Regions from separate parts of the Sus scrofa genome. Here regions 1 and 2 are each linked to region 3. Evidence: chromatin contacts called from public HiChIP or PLAC-seq data. All regions are on one chromosome and are shown on one strand. The core of a region is the stretch at or near the end of the contact, and the rest is flanking DNA. Distances in the headings are between cores, read along the strand shown.

Region 1 (4,434 bases), core at 549-3,048, 330 kb before region 3:
GCCCTAAAAAGAAGAAGAGAGAACAGGTGCTCTCCTGTGGCTCAGCAAGTGAAGGATCTGGCATTGTCACTGCCGCAACTTGGATTACTGTTGTGGTGTGAGTTTTATCCCTGGCCCAGGAACTTCCACATGTCTCAGGTATGGCAAGAAGAAGGAGAAGAGGAGGAGGAGGAGGAGGAGCTGGAGGTGGGGAGAGAAAGAGGAGAGGGAAGGAGGGAGAACAGATGCAGGTAACTCTTGCACAATTTTTTCCAAGATAATGAGAGAAATAGGATAGTGAAATGGAGACATGAGGGCTCAAGGAAGGTTCTTATTGATCTGAGGGAGACTATAACATGTTTCTATATGTTAGTGATTAAATGATCCAGGAGAGAGGGGAGACTGATGGGGTAGGGAGACCAGGAATAACTGAAGGAGGGACTGCATTGAGAAAGGGAGAAAGACGGAGTTCCCGTCGTGGCACAGTGGATAACGAACCCGACTAGGAACCATGAGGTTGTGGGTTCAATCCCTGGCTTTGCTCAGTGGGTTACCATAGGAGTTCTTGAGTGCGTGAGCTGGAAGGACGAGAGAGGGTAGGATGGGGCTTCAAAGGAGCTGGATGTTCAGAAGCAGGGAAGGAAAGAAATCACTTGGAAATGACAAGCAGCACAGCTACCACATCCCCCTGGTCCTCAAGTGCCTGGGATGTCAGTACCTTCTAGCTGAAAGGGCGACAGAGCAGATGGGATAATCAGGGACTGACAGGTCCGCTTACTGCCAGGACATGGAGGGAATGTTCAAAGGAGAGGAGGCTACTGGAATGTTTGATAGTGATGGATCTGGAGTTGGAAAGGGCACGGTGGAAGAGTTTGGGGAGGGCAGGGAGGGGATGGAGTAGATTAGGTGATGCTTGGGGATTCTGGGATGAATGGCCAATGTTGACCCAGAGGGCTTGTTCTTCTGGCAGTGACTGAGGAGAATAAGATAGAAAGCATGATGGGATTGATCTAACACGTTCTGGGAGGGAGATTGGAAATCAGCCTGAGCTGTGTGGATTTGAATAGTTAGTAAGAAGGTCCAGGAACTTCACGGTGACAGCCCGCCCCCACAGTGTGGTGGTGGTGGAATCTTGGGAGTGGGAGATGTGGTCTCTCTGAAAGGATATGGTAAAGTAGGGGCCATGGGGTGACCCATCTTAGCTAAATGAATGCATGAGTCACTTGAATGAGTAAGTCATGATCATTAATAAGTACCGTGCATTTACTTTGCATATGACTTTACCATTCTTTTTCTGTTGTTGTTGTTGTTGTTGTTGCTTTTCAGGGCTGCACTAGCAGCATATGGAGGTTCTCAGGCTAGGGGTCAAATTGGAGCTACAGCTGCCGGCCTACACCACAGCTCGCAGCAACGCCAGATCCTTAACCACTGAGCGAGGCCAGGGATCCAACCTGAAACCTTATGGTTCCTAGTCGATTTGTTTCTGCTGCGTCATGATGGAAACTCCGACTTAACCATTCAACAGTGGTAAAAAGAATATACTGTTCTTAGAGACACTTAAGAGAGGAACTGGTTTGTTCCAGAAATTGTATTCTGGCCTAGACAGAAGGAAATAAGAGTGTAGCTAACAGAGATGGACCTTAACCTTTGCCTTATCAGGTTCGGAGAGGGGTGGGGTCTTTATGACAGGTCATTTATGGTGTTGGCAATAGCCCTTATGAAACCTGAGAGCTTTTTTTTTTTTTTTCAGACAGTTTAGTGACATCTCTGAAGCAACAGAGTATACATGAACCATTGTGAGGAAGTTCTTTCTCCTGGTAATTGGACAGGGTCCAACAGGACTGCAGCCTTGAGTTCTCGTGTTGCTAGTTGAGAACGAATGCATTGGCAGGTTTTTTTTGAACAGGGGTCTTAGGACCTGAGACTAAGTAGGAGACCCCTAAGGTAGGACCCCTAAGTCTGCTCCCCTGGGTTCTAGGCCCACTGCGCCCCCACTTGTAGTCTCCAGCAAGGAGAGGACTCTTATTTGGCAAGAGATGAAATATGTGAGCCACGGTTCACTGGGAGAGAAAGGACGGGTGGTAGAGGAAGGGAACAGGCCACCACAGGCAGTGAGTGTCTCTCTACCATGCAAGGCATGATAAGGAAACCACAAAGGAAAAAACCACACACTTAGATTGCTTTCCTTTCTAAAATTATCTGTATGTTCCCATAAGAACTCCTAAGATGTCCCTAGAAAATCAAGATGTATGATAAGAATGAACTAAGTGTCACAAACTTCATTTCACTGGTACTCCTACGCAGGATGAATGAATTATCAAGTGTCAGAGTCCAGCTGAACCACATACAACGCACATCACTGTACACAATACTGACTCAGAATGTACCCAGTTTGATAATGTTCCGGGGAGTCCAGGCTGTCCCCTGTCCTTCTGCTAAGGATCAGTAGTCACTGAGGGCTGCCTGAGTAAGAGAATGATTGCCTTGAATTGGTAGAAGGAAGTGAAAGAAGGAAATAAAGAAGCGGATAGAGAAGAGGTGAGGGAGGATGTGTCCCGTCTTCCTTGGTTCCTGGTTTGTCAGAAAAGAAGGGGAAGTTCCAGGAGTTTGTAGGAAAGTTTTGTGATAAAGTAATGACCATATTTCCATTTCCACACAGGATTAATCAGGTGAACTAGCAGCGGGTTACAATAGGGGTGGGCGGGATGGTGGTGATGGTGATATAAAGTCTTGTAGGGGAGTTCCTGTTGTGGCGAAGCAGAAATGAATCTGACTAGGAATCATGAGGTTGCGGGTTTGATCCCTACCCTCGCTCAGTGGGTTAACAATCTGGCATTGCCATGAGCTGTGGTGTAGGTTGCAGACACAGCTCGGATCCTGTGTTGCTGTGGCTGTGGTGTAGGTCAGCAGCTGTAGCCCCTATTGGACCCCTAGCCTGGGAACCTCCATATGCCAAGGGTGCAGCCCTAGAAAAGACAAAAACAAACAAGCAAAGTCCTGTAGAGAGCAAACCTACAGTTAGAACTCCCCCGCCCATGGTCAGCAGCTGGCAGAACTTGCTAGAATACAGCTAGGAGCTGATGCGTGGTAAGTTGAGTCTCCTTACACAGTTAGAGCACTGTTAAGGGCCAATTTCTACCTCCCCTTTGGTCAAAAAGACAGCCCAGAAAAAAAATAGCATGTGGGTGTAAAGGCTGCAAATAACTCAAAGACTATCTCAGAATGATGAAGGGTTAGGAAGCCATCTTAACATGCAGGATATCACACTTTGCTTCCATCCTTAGGGACAAAAGGCTTTGTAGGAGAAAGCAGCAGGTCTGTTGAATGGAGCTTGCTAACTGGTGGAATTACCCAAATATAGATAAGAACACAGCCACAGCTCCGTCTGTGTGTCCCCAAACTGGTTCACCCCTGAGAAATAGTCCATGTAAAAGCACAGGTAAGGAATTCCCATCGTGGCACAGCGGTTAACGAATCCAACTAGGAACCATGAGGTTGCGGGTTTGATTCCTGACCTCGCTCAGTGCGTTAAGGATCCGGCGTTGCTGTGAACTGTGGTGTAGGTTGCAGACACGGCTCAGTTCCTGCGTTGCTGTGGCTGTGGTGTAGGCCGGCGGCTACAGCTCCTATTCGACCCCTAGCCTGGGAACCTCCATATGCTGCGGGAAGTGGCCCTAGAAAAGACAAAAAAAAAAAAAAAAAAAAAAGACAGAAGTTTATCTGATGCATGCTTGGGGGCAAAGATGTGAGAGTTGGCCTATGAGTAAGCCTTAAGGGGATCCAAAATTATCTAACGGTTTTTCAGAACCAATCGTCGAGGAGAAGAGATAAAATGATGCTGGGTTTTTTTGGTTTGTTTTTGTTTTTGCCATTTCTTGGGCCGCTCCCGCGGCATATGGAAGTTCCCAGGCTAGGGGTCCAATCAGAGCTGTAGCCACCGACCACAGCCACAGCCACAGCAATGTGGGGTCCAAGCCGTGTCTGCGACCTTCATCACAGCTCCCGGCAATGCCGGATCATTAACCCACTGAGCAAGGCCAGGGATCAAACCTGCAACCTCATGGTTCCTAGTTGGATTCATTAACCACTGGGCCACAACGGGAACTCCCCTAAGCTTATTTTTTAGATTCTTCTTACCCTCAAGGGTTTTCAGAGCCTTATTTGGCCAATGGTCAGAAATCTTCCTTAGTGGTTTGTTAATTCAGCTGACCATTTAGAAAGGAAGAGCAGGAGTTCCCGTCATGGCGCAGTGGTTAACGAATCCGACTAGGAACCATGAGGTTGCGGGTTCGGTCCCTGCCCTTGCTCAGTGGGTTAACGATCCGGCGTTGCCGTGAGCTGTAATGTAGGTTGCAGACGCTGCTCAGATCCCGAGTTGCTGTTTCTCTGGTGTAGGCTGGTGGCTACAGCTCTGATTAGACCCCTAGCCTGGGAACCTTCATATGCCGAGGGAGC
Region 2 (4,433 bases), core at 1,302-3,801, 310 kb before region 3:
ACAACTCTTCCACAAGAGACAGCCTGGAGGTTTCTTCCTGTTTGTTCCCTCAGAAAGAATGAATCTTCTCCACCTCCGGACTCCCGTGGGAGCTAAAGAGACAGGGACCATAAATGGCTTTGAGTTCCTTGGGAAGAGCCAGTGCATATGTAAATATGACACACCGAAGTTTGCATGGGAGTGTGTAATAAAGTCTGGCATCACCCTTTCAAGCATGCAGTGTTGCTCCATACTGCACAGTTGCAGTGGGACGATTGAAATGATCCAGTAAAAGCCCACAAGAACGACGTGGACAGGGAAGGTGGCTCCTGGGAGGAGGGGGTAGAAACCTCCATGAGGGCTCATGGGTTCTTGAACTGTACCCGCTTCAGAGTTGAGCCCAATGTGGAACACCCAGGAACTGCTGAGGATGGACCGGGCGGAGAATTACCTGCAAAGGTGAGTGGAGGTGATTCTCTCTCCGAACAAACAGAGAATGCAGCCTCCGCGATGACATCACCTGCGGTTCTGCGAAAGAGACAGTGCTTGGCAGAGGCGGATGTTAACCACACCTGGCTGGGTGGGTTTGGCCCTGTGCTGTCTGGTTCCATTCAAGGCTGGCTTCAGTGGGGGTTGAAGAGGCAGCTATCGATGTGGTGACCTGATCACCTCCACTTAAGTACGTCTCTGCCCTGAGCTAAGAGTCTCACTTTTAGACTTCAGTTCCTTTGTGTATTTTCCTCTTGTTAAAATGTGAACACCTGGGAGTTCCCGTCGTGGCTCAGTGGTTAACGAATCTGACTAGGAACCATGAGGTTTTGGGTTCGATCCCTGGTCTTGCTCAGTGGGTTAAGGATCTGGCATTGCCATGAACTGTGGTGTAGGTTGCAGATGAGGCTCAGATCTCGCGTTGCTGTGGCTGTGGTGTAGGCTGGTGGCTACAGCTCTGATTCGACCCCTAGCCTGGGAACCTCCATATGCCGCAGGAACAGCCCAAGAAATGGCAAAAAGACCAAAAAAAAAAAAAAAAAAAATGTGAACACCTGGAGTTCTGTTGTGGCTCATCGGTAATGAACCTGACTAGTATCCGTGAGGACATGGGTTCAATCCCTGGCCTCACTCAGTGGGTTAAAGATCTGGCATTGCTGTGAGCTGTGGTGTAGGTCACAGATATGGCTCAAATCTGGTACTGCTGTGCTATGGCATAGGCCTGCAGCTACAGCTCCACTTCTACCCCTAGCCTGAACTTCCATATGTCATGGGTGTGGCCCTAAAAAGACAAAAAAAAAAAAAAAAAAAAGTGAACACCTTGTCAGGAATGGTGAATTGAGGATTTTTTCCACCCAGTGGGGTTTCCAGTGGAGCACAGCACCCTACCAGATGAGAGATGCAGAGATAAAATTTGAGGAAGTCAGGATGGGAGGAAATGCACCTTTAGATTTTTTCTGAAAAGGCCCTGGTGCCCAGAAGGAGCCCAGAAGACAGAGGAAGGGATGAGGACGGGGTCTCACAGCCAAACATTAGCATGTAGCTTGGGCTAAGATCTGGCTAATTGAGGATAGGGTTAGGGTAATTGTGGTGGGAATGTCCCCCCAAGGAAATTCTCTGCCTCTCATAAGGCAAATTTACATTAGGGTTAGTTACAGGCATGATTAGGAAAGAGATTAGGAGCCATGACTGTCATCACCATGGAGAGCGGGTCTGGAGCTAGGAGGCAGGACCTCAGGTTAGAGCAGCTGGTGCTTCAGCGGCCAGAGATTCAGACTCAGACTACTTGGCTTGGAGTTCCCATCGTGGCGCAGTGGTTAACAAATCCGACTAGGAACCATGAGGTTGCAGGTTTGATCCCTGGCCTTGCTCAGTGGGTTAAGGATCCAGCATTGCCATGAGCTGTGGTGTAGGTCGCAGACTCGGCTCGATCTGGTGCTGCTGTGGCTCTGGCGTAGGCCGGCAGCTGCAGCTTCAACTGGACCCCTAGCCTGGGAACCTCCATATGTCGTGGGAGCTGCCCTAGAAAAAGCAAAAAGCCAAAAAAAAAAAAAAAAGAAAAAAGACTCTATTTGGCTTGACCTGCTGTCAAGGTATGATTGATGTCAGGCATGCTAGAAGGCTCTCTCCCCCCTGTTTCCACACCTGCTCACCGAGGCCTGACATTCCTTTTAATGGAGAGCAAAGCCTTGCATTGTGTAACTAAAGAGCAAGCTTCAAAGGACCGGAGGGAAAGAGAGAGAAGATACGGTACACACAACATTGAAAGAGACAAAGAAAGCCCAGGGGCCTAGGGCTGGGGAGATCGAAGGGGTGTGTGTAGGGGGGCAATGGAGTGTCTAGAATGGTATAATTTTGCTCAAGGCCATCCCAATGAAGAAAAAATTTTTTTCCCTCACAACAGCCACAGAGTCCCTTCAGAATTTCTTTAAGCTTTCCAAGAATTAGGAAGCAGACGAAAAGGAGACCTTTCTTTAGACAAGTTACTGAGAATATGAGGGGGTGGGGTGTGTGGAGGGGGCTCAAATTTTATATCTAAATTCTTTAATAGGCCTCCAACCCCCACTTTGAAATGCAGTACCGCCCTCTGCTGGCCATAGTGGGTAGAGTTCACCAAAACCAAGGACAACTTCCATGCTCTTTTTCCATAATCCAGGAAAGATCAGAGCCTTGCCTTCCCGCATGAGGTGAGAGACAAATCCAATGTGGAATGGTGTTCCCACCACCATGCCCCATCAGAAATCATCCCTTAGTTTCTTTTGGCTTTGCTCTCTCTCTCTCTCTTTTTTTTTTTTAGGGCCACACCAACAGCATATGGAGGCTCCCAGGCTAGGGGTATAATCACAGCTACAGAGACAGCTTACACCACAGCCACAGAAACATCAGATCTGAGCCGAGTCTGCAACCTATACCACAGCTCACTGCAATGCAGGATCCTTAACCCACTGAGCAAGACCAGGAATGGAACCCACAACCTCACGGTTCCTATTCGGATTCATTTCACTGCGCCCCCACGGGAACTCCTGTCTTTTGGTTTTGAATTTAAATAGGTATATCTAGCTTTTTTAGCCCCTGCTTAGCAAATTAGGTCACATTGGCATAAATGTTCGAAGAACAGTAGATCCAAACCCTACGCATCTGATTGCCGGGCCCTGGCCATCTTCCTCAGAGACTCTGTCTCAGTGCTCACTGGAAAAGTAGGCCTGTGATCTGGGGCTCTGGGCACCTGGGAGAGCCCTTCTTGCCAGCTCCTGACCATACAAAGGCTCTTGGCCAGTGAAGCCCTTTAAGAAACTTTCCTGCCACACGGCTGACCATGGCCCAGGCACTGCTGATGCCCAGCTCTGCCAGAGTGACCAGTCCTGCTGGCCCCAGTTTCTACACAAAAAATAGGAAGAAGGAGCCCGGTAGAGATTTGGGATTTATTCAGATATGCTTGTATAACCAAAGAACTCAACTTGAATGCTCTCAGTTGCCTGGTGTTATTTATGTTTGGGTATTAAAACAAGGTTTTTGCTTAGGGGCTATTTTTCAGTCTTGGAAGAAGCCACAAATCAACTCTGAAATCAAAGTGAAAACTTTCCTATTATTCTCTATTATTCTTTTTTAATGTTTAACCCCAAATCTGCCTTCCTTTACTTCAGAGGTCTTCAAAACTTTCCATAATGAAGAGTGGGTGCATATTCATCGAATCCCTTAAGATGAGAAATGGAGCCTAAAAAAAAGATGTTCCCAGCACAGCTCCCCAGGAATCAGTGGTATTAAGTATTAAAGTCAAGTTTCACCTTGGGGAGGAAAAAAAAAACGTGTCTGTGGGTTTATAGACTTTTCTCAAAGCACATGGGGAAACATGAAATATGGGTCTGATTTCAGAGGCTGGTGAATGGACGCTTATCCAGTTTTCAAAGGCAAATAAAATCCAAGTTATTACTTCTGACACAAACAACCCAGACTCTCAAGACGCCGAGGTGCCGTTTAGCATCTGGAAGAAGCTGATGAGGTGGCAGTGATCTGAGTCTAAGGCTGCTCAACCACACTCTGCAGGCCTTCGGCTGATGTTTTATTATTGCCGTGGAGAGCTTCATGCCTCTCCTAATGCCAATCTCAGGATCCATCTCAGCTCTAACAGGAGCAAGTGGGAACAAGAGACTTTGCCAAGGACCCATACTGGAAGATGTGTGCATTGACAGCTGTGGCCAGGGGTGCATAACCTGTGCGGTCATGGTCACGGCCCCTCAGAAGGGCTCACACTTGAAAAGGCTGCACGGGGGGTTAATGTTCTGTGGCCGTGGTCTCGATGCTTTTAACTTTTAATCATTTTAAGAATTATTAAAGCATTATTAAAGAAGATCATTTTAAGAATACATTCACCATTCTTAATATCATCTTTTTTTTTTTTTTGTCTTTGGTCTTTTTAGGGCCGCATCCTCGGCATTTAGAGGTTCCCAGGCTAGGGGTCTAATTGG
Region 3 (4,016 bases), core at 583-3,082:
CTCCCCCCACTCTGAGGGCCATGCCTCAGCAGAGGCAAAGCGGGGTTCTAGCCAGACCCACCCTCTGGCTGCTCCCAGCATCTTCCCTCTCCTGCCTCTTCTCCCCTCTGCCAAAAGGGTCTCTTCCCAGCATCCCCTTCCCTCTGCAGAAGGGGCTGAACCCCTTCCATTGAGTTGGGATTCGGCTTCCTTTACTTCCCCATTAAAGACCTCAGATCCAAGGACTCGGCCCTCTTGAAGGAATAAAAAGGAACTGCTGACACTTAAAACCCAGAGCCCGCTGGTCAGATTCAAACACGTCCACAGGTGGTCCTTCCAACCGCCCTCTGGACAAGAGCACTATCCCCTTCTCCAGGTCAGGGGCCAAGGCTCCCGAGGGTGATGGCTTCAGAGGCCTTTGGACTGTAGGTCCTGTCCTGCAGGCCTGAAGTACACTCCCAGAGAGGCTTCTAGAAGCCAAAATGCCTATAAGACCCAAGGATGTGACTCACCCTCTGGGTCATTTCAGCCCAGTGGTTGGGGTTCCTGGTGGCTGCCCTGCCAGACACAATAGGCAAGGGCTGCCCATCGCCCCAATGGACCTGGGACCTGCCCCAGGAAATGGTGCCGGGGATGCCAGGTGATGCCCAGAAGGGCACTGGTGCCAGCCTGGTAAGTAGGAGCTGGTCAGGCTCCAAAGGGTTAATGGAGAGGTACAGAGAGGGAAAGTGCCAGAGAAATCCCCCTCCTTCCTGATGAAATCCACCCACACGGGCACCAACAGGAAGAGAGAAGAAATTCTAAGGAGAGCCTTGGCAGGAGCTATCTCACCGAAGAACACAAAACTCGCTCTGTGCCAGGCCATGTACCTCCCTGCTCCTCCACCTCCGGCAACTTCTTCCCAGCTCTGGTCCCACCAGGCAGTGGCGGGGGGAGGATGGGAGACTGTCCCTGCCCTCAGAGAGGAGCTATGGAACTGGCAGCAGCAGCAGTACCTAGGACACGTATGAACGGAATCTGACCTAGACCTCTGGGCTGGGGGGAAAGGGGGCAGGGCAGGCAGCCCACAGGGGTAGGCCCCCTGCCAGGCACCTCCAGGACTGGGGACCCAGCCATGCAGCCTAGTCTCATGCAGGGGATGGTGGGCAGTGAGCTCTGGTTGGTCTGTCCTCCAAGTGCAGCAGCCCCCACCACCCCCACCAGGGCAGTCTGAGCTCCAGGCCCTGCCCACCGGGCCAGCTTCTCTCCAGCAGGTACCAAGTCCTTTCCTGTGGCTCCCGCTCCTCACCAAGGCCTGTCTTTGTTCCCTTTGTCAACGTGGATGCCTTCTGGCTCCTTCAACTCAACTCGGGGACCCCTTCCTTCTGCCACTGACCCTGACTCATCTTGTCAGGGGAGGCTGGGCGCCCCCCTCATCCTCCCCCCACCCTGAACCCTGGACCCCACTGGCATCAGTCCTCAGGGCAAGGATGCATCTCACTCAACTCTCGCCTCCCAGCCCCAGCAGAGGCCCACACAGGGCACTTACAAGTGACATTCGAGAGAGAGAAAGATTTCTGGGCCTGGTGTGGCAACTTCCTCCTGTTGCCCTAGACCTTGACCTTGACCCAGAACAGTGTCTCTGAATATGCGTGCCTGGTGGGAGGGAGGCGTGGATTTCCAGCACGGGGCTGGGCAAGCACTGGGTCACAGAAGTGGGGATCCCAGGAGCATCTCCTCCGCCTGGGGACAGCCCCTCCCCCAACAGGCAGACAGTGGGGAAGGCACCTTCTCAAGGGTCCTTGGGACTTGGCACTTGTGCCAAGAGGAAAGCGCGGGTCCCCAAAGGACAACCAAAAGCAGAAGTTTGCTGAGAGGTTGCCATGGTTTTGGGGCAGGGCTGCGGTGAACCACTTCAGCGTTTGCAGGGCAGCTGGGCAGCGGGTGTGTATGTAGCCATGGCAACGGGGTGGAGGGGGAGAAGGGGCAGAAAAAAGCAAGGGGGCCGTCCACGCGGTAGGAATTCATGTGCAGCTCAGGAGCCAGAGCAGCCTTCAGTCTCTCTGGGGGCTTCAAGCCCCTGCCCAGGGCGCCCTGGCTGTGCCCCTCCCTCCTCTGCTGGGCTCACCCCGCTTAGGCTGCTTAATACCTCTAGCCCCATCAGCAGCCTGCCTTGAACCAGTCTCAGCCACACTCTTTCTCTTCCACCACTGCAGTGTCTTCACAAGGAAATCTTCCAGATCAAGTGCAGTGACAGACATAAATTACACAGACACTACATGTTCTTAACACCAGACTCCTGACTCGCCTTGGAAGGAGGGCAGGTTGTCGTCCTACACTTTCCCCTGCAAAACCCCCCACTCCTACCACTGGGGGTGCACTTAATCCCAAGCAGGGCTCAGCAGCTGTCCCTGTCCCTAGTCTTGGGCTCTCTGCTGTCCTCCCAGGGGCAGCCTCCCCATACTGAGGGACATTTGCCCCAGGCCTCTGGCCAGCCAGGAAAGGAAAAGCCAAAGAAAAGCCAAACATGCTCCACCTCATCCCCCCACGATTCAGCATGACCCATTGTCTTTGGGCCTCTCCATCCATGAAGCAAACATGGGGCCTCGAGAAAACACCCACAAGGAACACCTCCATTCCCTAAAGCCGGCCAGCCCATGTGAAACTCCTCAGGCAGGGTGGTTCTGGCTCAAATAGCCATTCCTTATGCGTGTGCCATGCGTTTTAGGAGCTGAGTTACCACGGCCGGCATCTCGTCTGGCCTCACAGTAACCCCACAGAGGGGCGGGATGAAATCACGGATGCCCCTTTTGCAGATGGGGAAACCGAGCCCCAGGGGATGAACACACTTGTGCAAGGTCCCCAGGAATTAAGACTGAACCCTCCGGCGGCCAGTCCAGGGCAGCTTCCGCTGCCCTGAGTACCTGCAGCCTCCTGGGCCTCCTCTGCCAGCCCCATTTCTGACAACGCTGGCTGCAGGGCCCTGGACGGCACTGACCTTCACTTTGCCCAGCCTCGTCTCTCCTCTCTGATCCTGCAAACAAACAGGGTAGGAGGAGGGAACCAACTTGCGGAGCACTTTCTAAGTGGTATCTCATAATACAACGACCAGCTCCTGTTCTATTGTCCGATTTTATAGATGAGAAAACCGAGGCCCAGACAGACCAGGGAGGCTCCCTGAGGCATACAAACAGGGGGTTCAGGACCCTGACTAGAACACAGACATTCTGACTTCACTCTGGCTCTTCCCTTGCCTCTAAGTGCCTCCGTTCATGCCACCAGAGGCCTGGGATGGCTCTGCCTAGGGAAGCACCAAAGCAAAACATAAGGCTGGGCTTTCTCATTCAGGCACCAGATGCTGCTTCTCTGCGGAGAACAAGCCCCTTGGACATGTGTCCAGGGCTCTGCTCAGCCCTGTCCTTGGAGACTGCCTCTGATCTGGTCAAGAACCAGCCTCAGGGTCTGCCACTCACCCCCCAACAACCATCACCCCAGGAAGAAGCCTCCTGGCGGCATCTGGCATGGGGCTTGCCCCTCCCTGGAGGATGCTGTCAGAGCCTGCCCGTGCTGTCACTTGTCCCCCACCAGCAGACATAATTATCACCAGATCTCCAGCTGCCAGTCTACAGAGCCAAGAAATAACATGCTGTGATGTGTCCCACCCTCCCAGGGTCCCTGGCCAGCCCCATGCCAGGCCCTGCTCCCCTGTGCCTTGGGCTCCTGAAGCAGAAATCATCCCACCAGTGAGGGCACAAGGCTCTCCCACCTCTACTGTCCCCAGTGACCTGAGCTGGCAGCGCTAACTGACCCTTTTCCTTTGCAGCACAGCAGGGCCTCATGTTAGAGCAAACCGGGTGCCAGAAGCTAGAACAACCTGTGCTCATCCGCCAAGTCCCAAATGGAATCAAGCCCAGGAAGCTTTTTTTTTTTTTTTTTTTTTTTTTAAATCAAATGGCATCCTCAAACCAATTTTCCTCCCAACCAGACCTGAACCCAAATGTTTTCTAAAATGACTGAGTCATGGAGTTCCTGTCGTGGCGCAGCGGAAACAAATCCGA

The links. HiChIP or PLAC-seq counts read pairs in DNA pulled down with a chosen protein or histone mark.
Region 1: a contact with region 3 is called in an H3K27ac HiChIP or PLAC-seq map of alveolar macrophages. The contact joins two enhancer-like sites. A contact is called at or near these places in 1 of 5 promoter capture datasets (fetal liver) and 1 of 2 datasets of contacts at active chromatin or transcription factors (alveolar macrophages).
Region 2: an H3K27ac HiChIP or PLAC-seq map of alveolar macrophages shows a contact between it and region 3. The contact joins two enhancer-like sites. A contact is called at or near these places in 4 of 47 Hi-C or Micro-C datasets (blood, liver and subcutaneous adipose tissue) and 2 of 2 datasets of contacts at active chromatin or transcription factors (alveolar macrophages and skeletal muscle).

The regions. Positions count from the first base shown.
Region 1 is chr3:93,191,898-93,196,331 of Sscrofa11.1, forward strand. No RefSeq gene overlaps it. Among named protein-coding and RNA genes, the nearest start is that of EPCAM, 8.9 kb to the left of the region's middle. Within about 2 kb of position 1,799, at least 20 of the 83 cell types and tissues checked have an H3K27ac peak or open chromatin away from gene starts, as enhancers often do. A contact at or near this core is called in alveolar macrophages, where this site is marked.
Region 2 is chr3:93,217,495-93,221,927 of Sscrofa11.1, forward strand. No RefSeq gene overlaps it. Among named protein-coding and RNA genes, the nearest start is that of EPCAM, 34 kb to the left of the region's middle. Within about 2 kb of position 2,552, at least 6 of the 83 cell types and tissues checked have an H3K27ac peak or open chromatin away from gene starts, as enhancers often do. A contact at or near this core is called in alveolar macrophages, where this site is marked.
Region 3 is chr3:93,525,564-93,529,579 of Sscrofa11.1, forward strand. The region is part of intron 8 of TTC7A (tetratricopeptide repeat protein 7A); the gene reads right to left. Among named protein-coding and RNA genes, the nearest start is that of TTC7A, 64 kb to the right of the region's middle. Within about 2 kb of position 1,833, at least 24 of the 83 cell types and tissues checked have an H3K27ac peak or open chromatin away from gene starts, as enhancers often do. A contact at or near this core is called in alveolar macrophages, where this site is marked.